Linked DNA regions of Bos taurus: region 2 is linked to region 1. The links are chromatin contacts, called in public Hi-C maps. All regions are on one chromosome and are shown on one strand. Each heading gives the region's core, a stretch centred on a gene start, on an enhancer-like site or on the middle of the called end of the contact. The rest is flanking DNA. Distances are from core to core; before and after follow the strand shown. Region 1 overlaps PTPRE (protein tyrosine phosphatase receptor type E). Region 2 has its middle 3.7 kb from the start of MKI67.

Region 1 (5,023 bases), core at 182-2,681:
AAGTAAAACCCCACGACTTCAGGGTAGTGGATGCCTCTTGGGAGAACGCCTAGGTAAGTGTATGTTATCAGCAACAGTTTGGTTTCTCACTTGGATGATGCTTTATTAAATAAAAACAAGAAGACTATGTGCCTCTGGATGGATCTCTGGGAGAAAAGAAATATTTAACCCGTTCAGTTCTACCAGGACTATATTAATTAGGCACACATTTCAATACCTCTGTCTTTTTGTCCCAAGAAAAGTGAGTAAAGGTCTTTTCCTTCAACAGGTTGTGACCAAATATGTATTTGTGGCAAACACAAAATGGCAGAAATTCAAGGCTGGTTAAAGGTGGCTAAGACGGTAAAGCGTCTGCCTACAATGCGGGAGACCAGGGTTCTATCCCTGGGTCAGGAAGATCCCCTGCAGAAGGAAATGGTAGCCCACTCCAGTACTCTTGCCTGGAAAATCCCATGGACGGAGGAACCTGGTAGGCTACAGTCCATGGGGTCGCAAAGAGTCGGACACGACTGAGCGACTTCACTTTAAATAAAATATAGGCTAAGAACAACAGCCAGTGGATAGTTACAATGAACTGGAGTTGGCGGGGGAAGGAGTTGAAATAAAACCTTTTTCATTTGCAGCCTCTCTCCCTCCTCAGTAGTCGTGGCCTGGCCTCACAGCCGATGGCAGGTGAGGCGTTCCCAGGGGACAGGCAGTCCGTCGGGTGGGCTGCACCTGGTGGGTGTGAGCAGCCCTGGAGGCCGCTGGGGCGGGGGTGGGGGGCGGGCTGACCTGCTCTCTCTCCTGCACCTCGGTCAGCATCACGATCGTGTGGCACTTCCACTCCCAGACCATCCTCCAGAAGTCCTCCACCGTGTGCGCCAGGGGCCCCTGGGTGGCGATGAAGTAGTCCTTCTGCCGGTAGCCCTTCAAATGGGAGACAGGTTCAAGTCTGGCTTCCTGCCACCGCTCTCCCACGCTGGGACATGTGGCTTTAGGACAGCCCAGGGCTGCAGGAGGGACGGCATTCAGGCTTCCGGGGCCTGAGCCGAGACCCAGATGGCACGTGCTCAGAAAACAGGTCAAGGGGCCCCTTCACCTCTGTACGGATGTAACAGGACCCTTGCTTGGACTGGCTTCGATTCTATTAATGCGTCTGTATGTGTCACAGCTAACTTAGCATCAAGGCAGGGCAGAGAGGGTGCGGAGTTAGAGGAAGTGAGTTAATTCCCCAGTCCTGGCTTGGTGCCCACGTGACCCCCTCTCCGGCACAGTGTTCTCTCATCTGTAAACCAGAATCCGAGCACAGACTTGACTGCAATGCTGTCTCCCACCCATTTAGCTCCGCTGTGCACAAGGCAGGCTGTGATGGGGCCTGAACTGAACTGTGGTCACAGGACAGAAAGCACGAATGAGCAGGGACAGAGGGCTGGAGTGTAACAGCCGAGCAAAAGAGAAGCTATGACGTATTAAAGGCAGAATGGAAAAGCAGCCAATTATTTAAAAGTGCACGTACATCCTCTACTTCAAAGTTCCTTATTCCTTTTTTTTTTCAGCAAGTGTTTGCTAATGAACTGGTTTGGCTTTCTGGGGGCGTGTCCACCCTTTCTGATTGTGAAAGCAAGTAGCTGAAGAGACTGAAATCATGGGGCAAAGGAGCTGCGTCCCCGCCAGGCACGCAGGCTCGGCGGGGGCCCGGCACTTACGTCTATAAAGGACGCGTTGATGTAGTCTGTGTACTCCTGGCCCCTCTTCATGGAGAGAATCACGCGGTTGAAGTCATCTGTAAAGCAGTGCATCCCCTGGGTCAGAAGCGACCCCATCCTGCCTGGCAAACTTGAACTCGCTGTTAGGAGCTTCTGAGACAAAGCTTATGGATAAAATCACTAAATACAGTCAACCCCTTGGAAGGTTTCCTTCCTAAACTAGGTTCCTTCAAGTGGCCGGGGGAAGCTGTGTTTTGTGAGCAAAGTTCTCAAATAACTGACTCATTGTCTTCATCAGTCATAAATTGAGGTGCTGGGCTGTGCTTAATCGCTCAGTCGTGTCTGACTCATTGGAACCCCGTGGACTGTAGGCCACCAGGCTCCAGTGTCCTTGGGGATTCTCCAGGCAAGAGTACTGGAGCAGGTAGCCTATCCCTTCTCCAGGGGATCCTCCTGATCAAGGAATCAAACCTGGGTCTCCTGCATGGCAGGAAGATTCTTTACCAGCTGAGTGCCCAGGGAAGCCCTAAATTGAGGTCATTCATACCAAAACGTAAGCATTAAAGTAAACTTAAGGTGTCAAAGGAGTGTGGCCGGCCAGGCAACTTGGCGTAGCCGGCCAGAGGCATCACAGCCATAGAGCCCCCGGGGTCTGAGGCTGGAGAGGGCCTGCCCAGACCCACGCACTGCCGGCCTGGGCAGGTCCATGTGAGGGCCTGCCGCTGCAGGAGCTGGAGTCCAGGAGAGGATGTGGAGGGGAGGTCTGGGTGAGCCCTTCCGCCTCCTCTCTTCCCCTGGGGTTCCTCCGATGCCTCTGCTTCTACCAGGCCTGTAGGTTTTCCGTCCCCTTAGACCTCAGGCTGCCCAGCGCCCGATGCCTCCCTTGCCCACGGTGTGCCGGCCCCAAGGCTTCTCCCTGGAAGATCTCAGCTGAGCTCCCTTCGGATCCGGCTGCACAGCATGGGCCAGGACCCCACTCTGTGTACAGGGGGGTGTCGTGCCTCCACCCGCTTGGGGGAAGACAGGATGGCATCTCGTAGAATCAGGAGGCACCACGTCAGGCCCGAAGCTCATCTTTCCATTTCCAGGAAGTCCCCCTCCCTGTCCTGCCTCCAAGTCCAGGTCACGAGATGCCTGCCTGACACGCGTGGGACAGCCTAGGTCACTCATGTCTTCACAGGTGGGCGTTCTCTTCCCCACACTTGACAGAGCTCCCCGAGGGCACCCCACCCCGGACCCCCGGTTTACAGGAGCAGGTGGTCAACGACCTTCCAGCGACTGAAGCCCCAGGATGCCCGCCGACAGCGCCTGCTGCGCGCGCCTGCCCTCCGCGGGCGGCCCTTACATGGAATGATCTGGATGACCCTGGCCTTCTTCATGTTCGCGGGCAGATTGCCTGTCCTCATGTTCTCCTTCATGATGCGGACGTTTGTCAGTTTCTGCAGCCAAGAGAGACACAGCCACGCAGTTAAAACCCTGATGTTCCCGAGAGACTGCTCAGCCTTCTAACCCCACTGCCATCAAGGACACCCGCTCAGAGGAAACTGTCTCCATCTCCAGACATGGCCCGAGTCTTGGGAGATAAAATGTGCATGTATGATATTCCCCCCACCCGCCAACATGGCTGCAGAGCTCTGAAAGTCCCCGTTGTTCCTCCCTTGAAAGTCATGGGCAGGACGGACCCCCTTACTTTTCCAGGGATTCCTAAGGGAGGAAGCAGCTGTAAGCAGCTTTGTGTGAATGAGGCTGGTCCTCCTTGAGAGCAGGTTGGCGCTTACCCTGAACTCCTCCTCCAGCCCGATCTTGTCGAAGTGGGCGGTGGGGCCGTGCAGCGCCTGAAGGTGCTTCTCCAGGGAGGACACGTCCAGCTCGGTGTCCCCATAGAGGTAGTACTCCAGTAAGGCTTGGTAGATGAACGTGTACTGCATCTGCAGGGAGACCCAGATGGACTCCAAGGGGGGCCCCTGGAGTAGGGGGACCCTTTCTTTTTGTGCAAAGGGGAAGGGGTTGGGGGGAACGTCAGATTAAGCGCTGTCTGTAGTGACCATCTGCGGCCTTGAAGAGGGCCGGGGTGACATGGTCCCGGCCAGGCACCACTCTGCATGCACCTGACTCGTGTCCCGGGGCGTCGGGGTTTGCTGAGCCAAGCTCACACCAGCATAGGTGGCTGGGCCAGAGGAAGGCATGACTCACGTCTGTCTGAACCATCTGAGGCCGCTGATTGCGGATTCTGGACACGAAGTCAAAGACGTCCACCTTCTGCTCTGCGTGCACCATGTCCATCATGGCGTCGATCACTATGAAGGTGCCCGTCCGGCCCACGCCCGCGCTTGGGGAGAGAGGAAGAGGCCACGTCATGAGTCCCCGGTCCCCACTGCGATGATGGGAACTTGGAACACGCCTGCAGTCCGGACTGGAGGACACGCCACCCTCAGTGAAGACGAACCTCTTCACGGCGCACAAACTTCCTTCCGTTAATAAAGACAAATCCAGTAGGGCCACCGGAGGGCACCAAATCTCAGGGACAAGATCTCAAATTTCCTTCAAGGGCCAGCGAGCTGTCACTGTGGTCCTGTCTGACTCTGAGACCCTAGAGACTGTAGCCCGCCAAGCTCCTCTGTCCATGGGATTCTCCAGGCAGAAATCCTGGAGAGGGTTGCCATTTCCTCTTTCCTCTTCCAGGGGATCTTCCCAACCCAGGGATCAAACCCGCGTCTCCTGCAGGTCCTGCAACTGTAGGTGGATTGGAGACTGCTAACAGGCTTCCGGAAAAGGGCCGCTGTCTAAGCTTTGTGTGAACTGTACGGTAATTTTTCTTCTATTACCGAACACTGTCTCCTCATGATCACTTGTGCAACCGGATTTTTTTTTATTGTCACACTTGATGTGGTTTTCCAGGTTCTTCATAAGAAAGAAGGACTCCAGGCCAGGTCTGTTGGCCCTAGAGCCAAGGTCATACAAACTGGGGCACCAGCTGGCTCTGTCTGTGACCCCAACCCTGAACCCCCGGCTGGCTGGGGCCAGCTAGTGCTCAGGGGCTCCACTGAGAGGTCTCCTTCCTCGGGAAGCTGCTCGATGCCACTCCTGGGCTGGGTTTCCTTTCTCCCCAATGGTCTCCCCATGGCGGTCTCTGCACATCCTCCCACCTCCACCCTACCTGTCCATCTAGATCCCCTCCAACCAATGCAGGCTGTCCATATGTGTCTCCCCAACACCCAGGACTCAGCAGGCACACAAACAAACTCAGCCAACATCCGCAGGATGAAAAAAACCCCTAATGGTCCAGACCACAACTGCACACAGCAGCCACGGGTGCAGGGTCTCTAGGTTGAACT
Region 2 (4,859 bases), core at 1,499-3,998, 51 kb before region 1:
CTGCCCAGTTCATCACGAGCAAAACTTCCTGTAGGAGTAGACATATGTAAAGGGCAATTTTTTAAAAACTGGTGAAAGAGAGTTGATCTCAAGGAAAATTACCTTTCCCGATGTTATGATGCCTTTGAATTGTGGTGCTGGAGAAGACTCTTGAGAGTCTCTTGAACTGCAAGGAGATCAAACCATTCAATTCTAAAGGAAATATAGCCTAAATATTCATTGGAAGGACTGAGCTGAAGCTGATGCTCTAAAACATTGCCCACCGATGTGAAAAGCCAACTCATTGCAAAAGAGCCTGATGCTGGGAAAAACTGAGGGCAGGAGGAGAAGGAGGCAACAGGGGATGAGATGGTTGGATGGCATCACCGACTCAATTGACATGAGTTGAGCAAACTGGGCGATAGTGGAGGGCTGGAAAGCCTGGCGTGCTGCAGTCCATGGGGTCTCAGAGAGTCAGACACGACTTAGTGACTGAACAACAACAATAAAGCTCGTGGATCTTTACTTGCATTTTGCAAGAGCCAGATACTAAAGACTGATTCCAGAGGACTTGCAATGATGAGACACGCTTTACCTCTGGGAAAGAGGTTTTATGAGATTCTCTCCAGGGGCACCATCTGGCCCTGGGATTCCAAGAATTATGAAAACCACAGAACTGAACGTTTCACATTGTTTTTCAAACCTTTGACAATGGGAAGAATGATCTTTTATATTAGATTATCAATTACCTACCTAGTTCAGCTACTCATATACCTAGAGGTAATAACCTTCTCCAGTAAGATCGTTTCCTCCTATGTCAGCTCCCCTCTGATGTGATGGTTTTGTTCCGCATCTTTTGGGGATGTCGGCATGCTGGCAGAGCCCCTCACTGTCCTTTGCCTGCTGATATGCCGGTGTCTCCATTTGAAGTGAAGCCACTCCTGGATAGAGATCAAGGAATCCAGTGTCCCTTCAAGGAATCCAGGGATCAAGGACCTGCTGTGCTTTCTGACCTTATTTTACTTTTATTTTCCCATTTTATACTCAAGCGACATTACTCTGGGAGTCTCACTGTGGGCTTTTGGGCCATCTTTGAAGACAGCTTTTTTGATCTTATCTGTCCCTTGCCCCCACCAATGTATGTCAGCCATGCATAGAATTTTCTCAGAGAGCTAGGGAGTTTTATTCTTTATACACATTTATCCAAGCTTTAAATATTCTTTGGCTTTATGCCTGGCTTTTAAAATTCTGCTAACTCTGCAGATCAAGAATTTATATATTGTTAAATAAATTGATAAAGAAAACTCAAAGACATTAAAGATACTTAGGGAAATGGCACAAAAAAGACTGTTGCCCAAAAGTAAAAAAGATGAAAAATTTAAATAGGTAAGGAAAAGTATTCGACCTTACCAGGACATTTTAAATTCAAAATGAAAAATAGATAACCAACAAAGACCTACTGTATAGCACAGAGAGCTATACTCAATATCTTGTATTGATGTGCAATGGAAAAGAATCTGAAAAAGAATATAGGTATGTATATATACGTATATATAGTTGCGCACCTGAAGTGATCACTTTATGGTTTACCTGAGACTAATACAACATTGTAAATCAATTATATTTCAATAAAAATTAAATATTAAAAAATGAAAATGAAAATGAAAATGGAAACAATATCCCATCTTTGGCTAATCAAAATAGCAGAGAATTTAAAATCTGAATGCTCAGAACTGGTGGTAAAATATGCATTTTCAAGCATTGCACTGAGTAGAAAAATTGTTGTAAGCCTTTTGAAAAGCATGCAATTTGATGACAAGAAGCAAATATTATTTGATCTAGAAACTAGATTTTAGGCAATATAAACTAAGGACATAATCTGTTATGTCAAAACAAGGTTTTTGCCAATATGTTCATTAGCCAATTACTTATAATAATAAAATGTTAGGGAAAACCTTAAATGTTCAAACACAAGGAATTAAGATTATCAAAGTGATATTCACCAAAAGTGAATGAGAAAATACTTATGTAATAATCCTAAATGAAAGTATAAGAAAAACTAGTGTGTGTTTATACAGATATGCACTGCTTATCATGCAAAATAACACTATACATAAAAAATATGACCGACCTTTGTGTGTGCCTGTGTGTGCATCTTGGGATAAGTTATTTTTTCTTCTACACTAGTCTATTTTTCAAATATTCCATAGCAACAACATATACTATTAGCTTTTTAAATTAAAAAATGTTTCTCAAAATTCCTTTCATGTGTTTTGGTGCGATGTTCTGTCCAGCTTCTCTCTCTAAACTCAAAGTAGAAACCAGTGCGCTGGTTCCCTTTCTCATTGGGCTCTTCAGTCGACTGTGGGCACAGGGTAGGTGCCGGGTGGCTGGAGCCATCCTTCACCGCTCGGGAACGTCCAGGCTGACTCCTCAATGTGGGCTCTTGAACAACCTGTTCTAGCTGTGGTTCAGCCTGTCTGCAAAGCCCACCTCCCCTTCCTCCCACAGTGAAAAGTTCCCTGGGATAGTGGGTGGAATCAACAGCCTTGAGGCTAGGAGGGATCTGGGCACCTTTGGAGAAGGAAGAACTCTAGGGGCTTGAGCTGGAAGTGGATTGGGACCACACAGACACAGACCAAGGAGGAGAGGCCCAGGTCACAGTGGCCTCTAGGTCCTGGCAGGAGTTTTTATTCAATTCTGAGAGCAGTTAGCAACCTCTGAAGGGTGTAGCCCAGGAAGTCACATGATCTGGGGACTGTTTGCAGCAGCTCCCTGTCTACTGTGATCAGATCCTCTCTAGAAGGTCCTGAGCTGAGGTCCCAGGGGCAGCAGGATTGTACCACACCCCTTCAGAGCTGGGACTAAGGGAATGGCTCCGAGGTGATGGGGAGTCTGGAGGGGGAGGTGTGGCCCCACGTGTGCTTGGACCCAGATGCAGTTAGCCTCCTAGGGGGGCCAGGAATGAAGGCCCAGGAGACCCAATGGGGACAGAGGCTGGCAGTCAAGTAGGGGCAACCCCACAGACACCTTGGTCACCATACCTGTGGAATGCTGCCCAAGGGGAGTGGTCGAGGAGTCCAGCTTCTGACTGAGATGAGAGGCGAATGGCATCCTGCATAGGGAGCCCAGGAGAACCGGGATTTAGGGCCTGGGGAAGCAACCCTAGCTTTGGGGCTGGAGATTGGAAACAGGCAGGTGCCCGGGGCGTAGTCAACGCCTGGGCGTGGGTGCTGGAGCTGACAGTGACCAGACACCGAGAGGCCCCCAGGGTCTCAGCAGGGCGGCTGACCAGCGCAGGAAGAGCTTGCAGGAGGCACTTCAGAAGGACCCCAGCCCCACCCTTGGCCGCCTTTCTTGTCCCAGATCCACGCCTGAGGGCTGTTTCCTCCTTTGACTGGAAGGCTGGCGGAGGAGCTGGGTGATTAAGGGGGTGGGGAGTGAAGCGGTGAGTCTAGGGCCGCTGCTGGAGGGCTCTGCGACCCCTACCTGCAGCCAGGAGTCCCGAGGCCAGGGCGCCTGGGTGGGACCCAAGAGAGCCCATGGACTGGGATGGGGCACCGGCCCGTGCGGAGGAGACCCTGCGGGGAGACCCTGAACTTGTGTGTGGAGGTGGTGGGGGGATGGGACGGGCCTGGAGGGGCGCCTCCCTCCTTGCCCCTTCTCTGCACCCCAGCAGGACCAAGTGTCAGTATACAGACCATTTATTGGAACAAGGATGACCAAAGAACACAAACGTCTCACAGATGGTAAATATTATACATATATTCAGTTTATTGGAAGTACACGCTCTAATCAGGCTGAGGGGCTTGGAGTTTACTGGAATCGTTGAACTGTCCCTTCATTGGGTGCGGAGTAATGCCTCTTCCGGAGTTTCTGGCAGGTGAGAGTAGGAAGGGTGAGGGCTAGGGAGATCAGCCCGGGGATAGGGACCCACCCCCCCAGCCCCCACTCCAAGACACTTTCTTAGGCTGATTGATTTCGCGCACGCATGCGTGTAGAGTATGAAGGTCTGGAAGTGGGTTCCCTGAAAGCTCCCAGGTCGGCAGACTCCTGTCCATCGGGGTCGGCGGTGCTTTAACTACAGGGTCCCTATTCCGGGTCCTTTTCAAGGCTGATTGTGCAAAGGGACGCTCCTCCCAGGAGTGAGACCTGGGCTTTGATGGAACCTGGGGCTGTGGGGCAAACCTCCTATTCATCAGAAAACACCGCTGCTCCAGTTTACCATCAACAGTTTAAAATGGGGTCCTCCCGCAGACCTAAGCGCCCCAATTTTGACGGTCCCTGAAGTCTTTCCTAATTCCTTGCTCTCGCTGGAGGACTGAAGGTATGGTGTGTGTAGCCGAGGATTTGTAAGATTATTTGACAGGAAATCTAGCACCTCCTAGTTCTAATTAGGCTGCTCCCACAGGGTCACAGAACAGTCCTGATGACAAACAATAATCAGAGTGACAGAGCAGCATTTTACGGGGTGGATCAGGGATGAGCTTTGATAGTGTAAGGGGGAAGAAATGAAACGAATCCCCCAAGAAGGTTAATAGAATCCAGGCATCTACACTACACAGCCCCAGCAGCTTTGTCACACAGGATCCGGAGCTGGAAATCCTATACAGGAGCGTCAGGTTTCCAGGCTCTCTCCCACCTTTCAGGAGCATAAAGGCTTAGAGTCTTAGGGTCCCTTTCCGCTCCTAAAAGAATCCACTGAGGACCACTAAGCCCTTTTGTTTACACAGGCTATTAATACGTTTTTTTTTTTTTTTTACTTAATACTTTTAAAAAGTTTCGTTTATTCACTTTAAAGCAGTGATGATCCCGTTTCATTTTCACATAGAAACACCTTTAAAAAAAAAAAAACCTCTATTATCAAAAATTAGTGAAAG

The links. A called contact is a pair of places that touch in the nucleus more often than the background predicts.
Region 2: a contact with region 1 is called in a Hi-C map of an unstated tissue, with 3 times the contacts expected there. The contact joins two enhancer-like sites. A contact is called at or near these places in 2 of 11 Hi-C or Micro-C datasets (blood and an unstated tissue).

The regions. Positions count from the first base shown.
Region 1 is chr26:47,486,384-47,491,406 of ARS-UCD2.0, reverse strand. It overlaps PTPRE (protein tyrosine phosphatase receptor type E), which reads right to left. Exons shown (of 19, transcript NM_001205531.3): 11 at 3,882-4,017; 12 at 3,467-3,616; 13 at 3,034-3,127; 14 at 1,689-1,765; 15 at 775-909. Among named protein-coding and RNA genes, the nearest start is that of PTPRE, 33 kb to the right of the region's middle. Within about 2 kb of position 1,431, at least 7 of the 102 cell types and tissues checked have an H3K27ac peak or open chromatin away from gene starts, as enhancers often do.
Region 2 is chr26:47,539,095-47,543,953 of ARS-UCD2.0, reverse strand. No RefSeq gene overlaps it. Among named protein-coding and RNA genes, the nearest start is that of MKI67, 3.7 kb to the right of the region's middle. Within about 2 kb of position 2,748, at least 8 of the 102 cell types and tissues checked have an H3K27ac peak or open chromatin away from gene starts, as enhancers often do.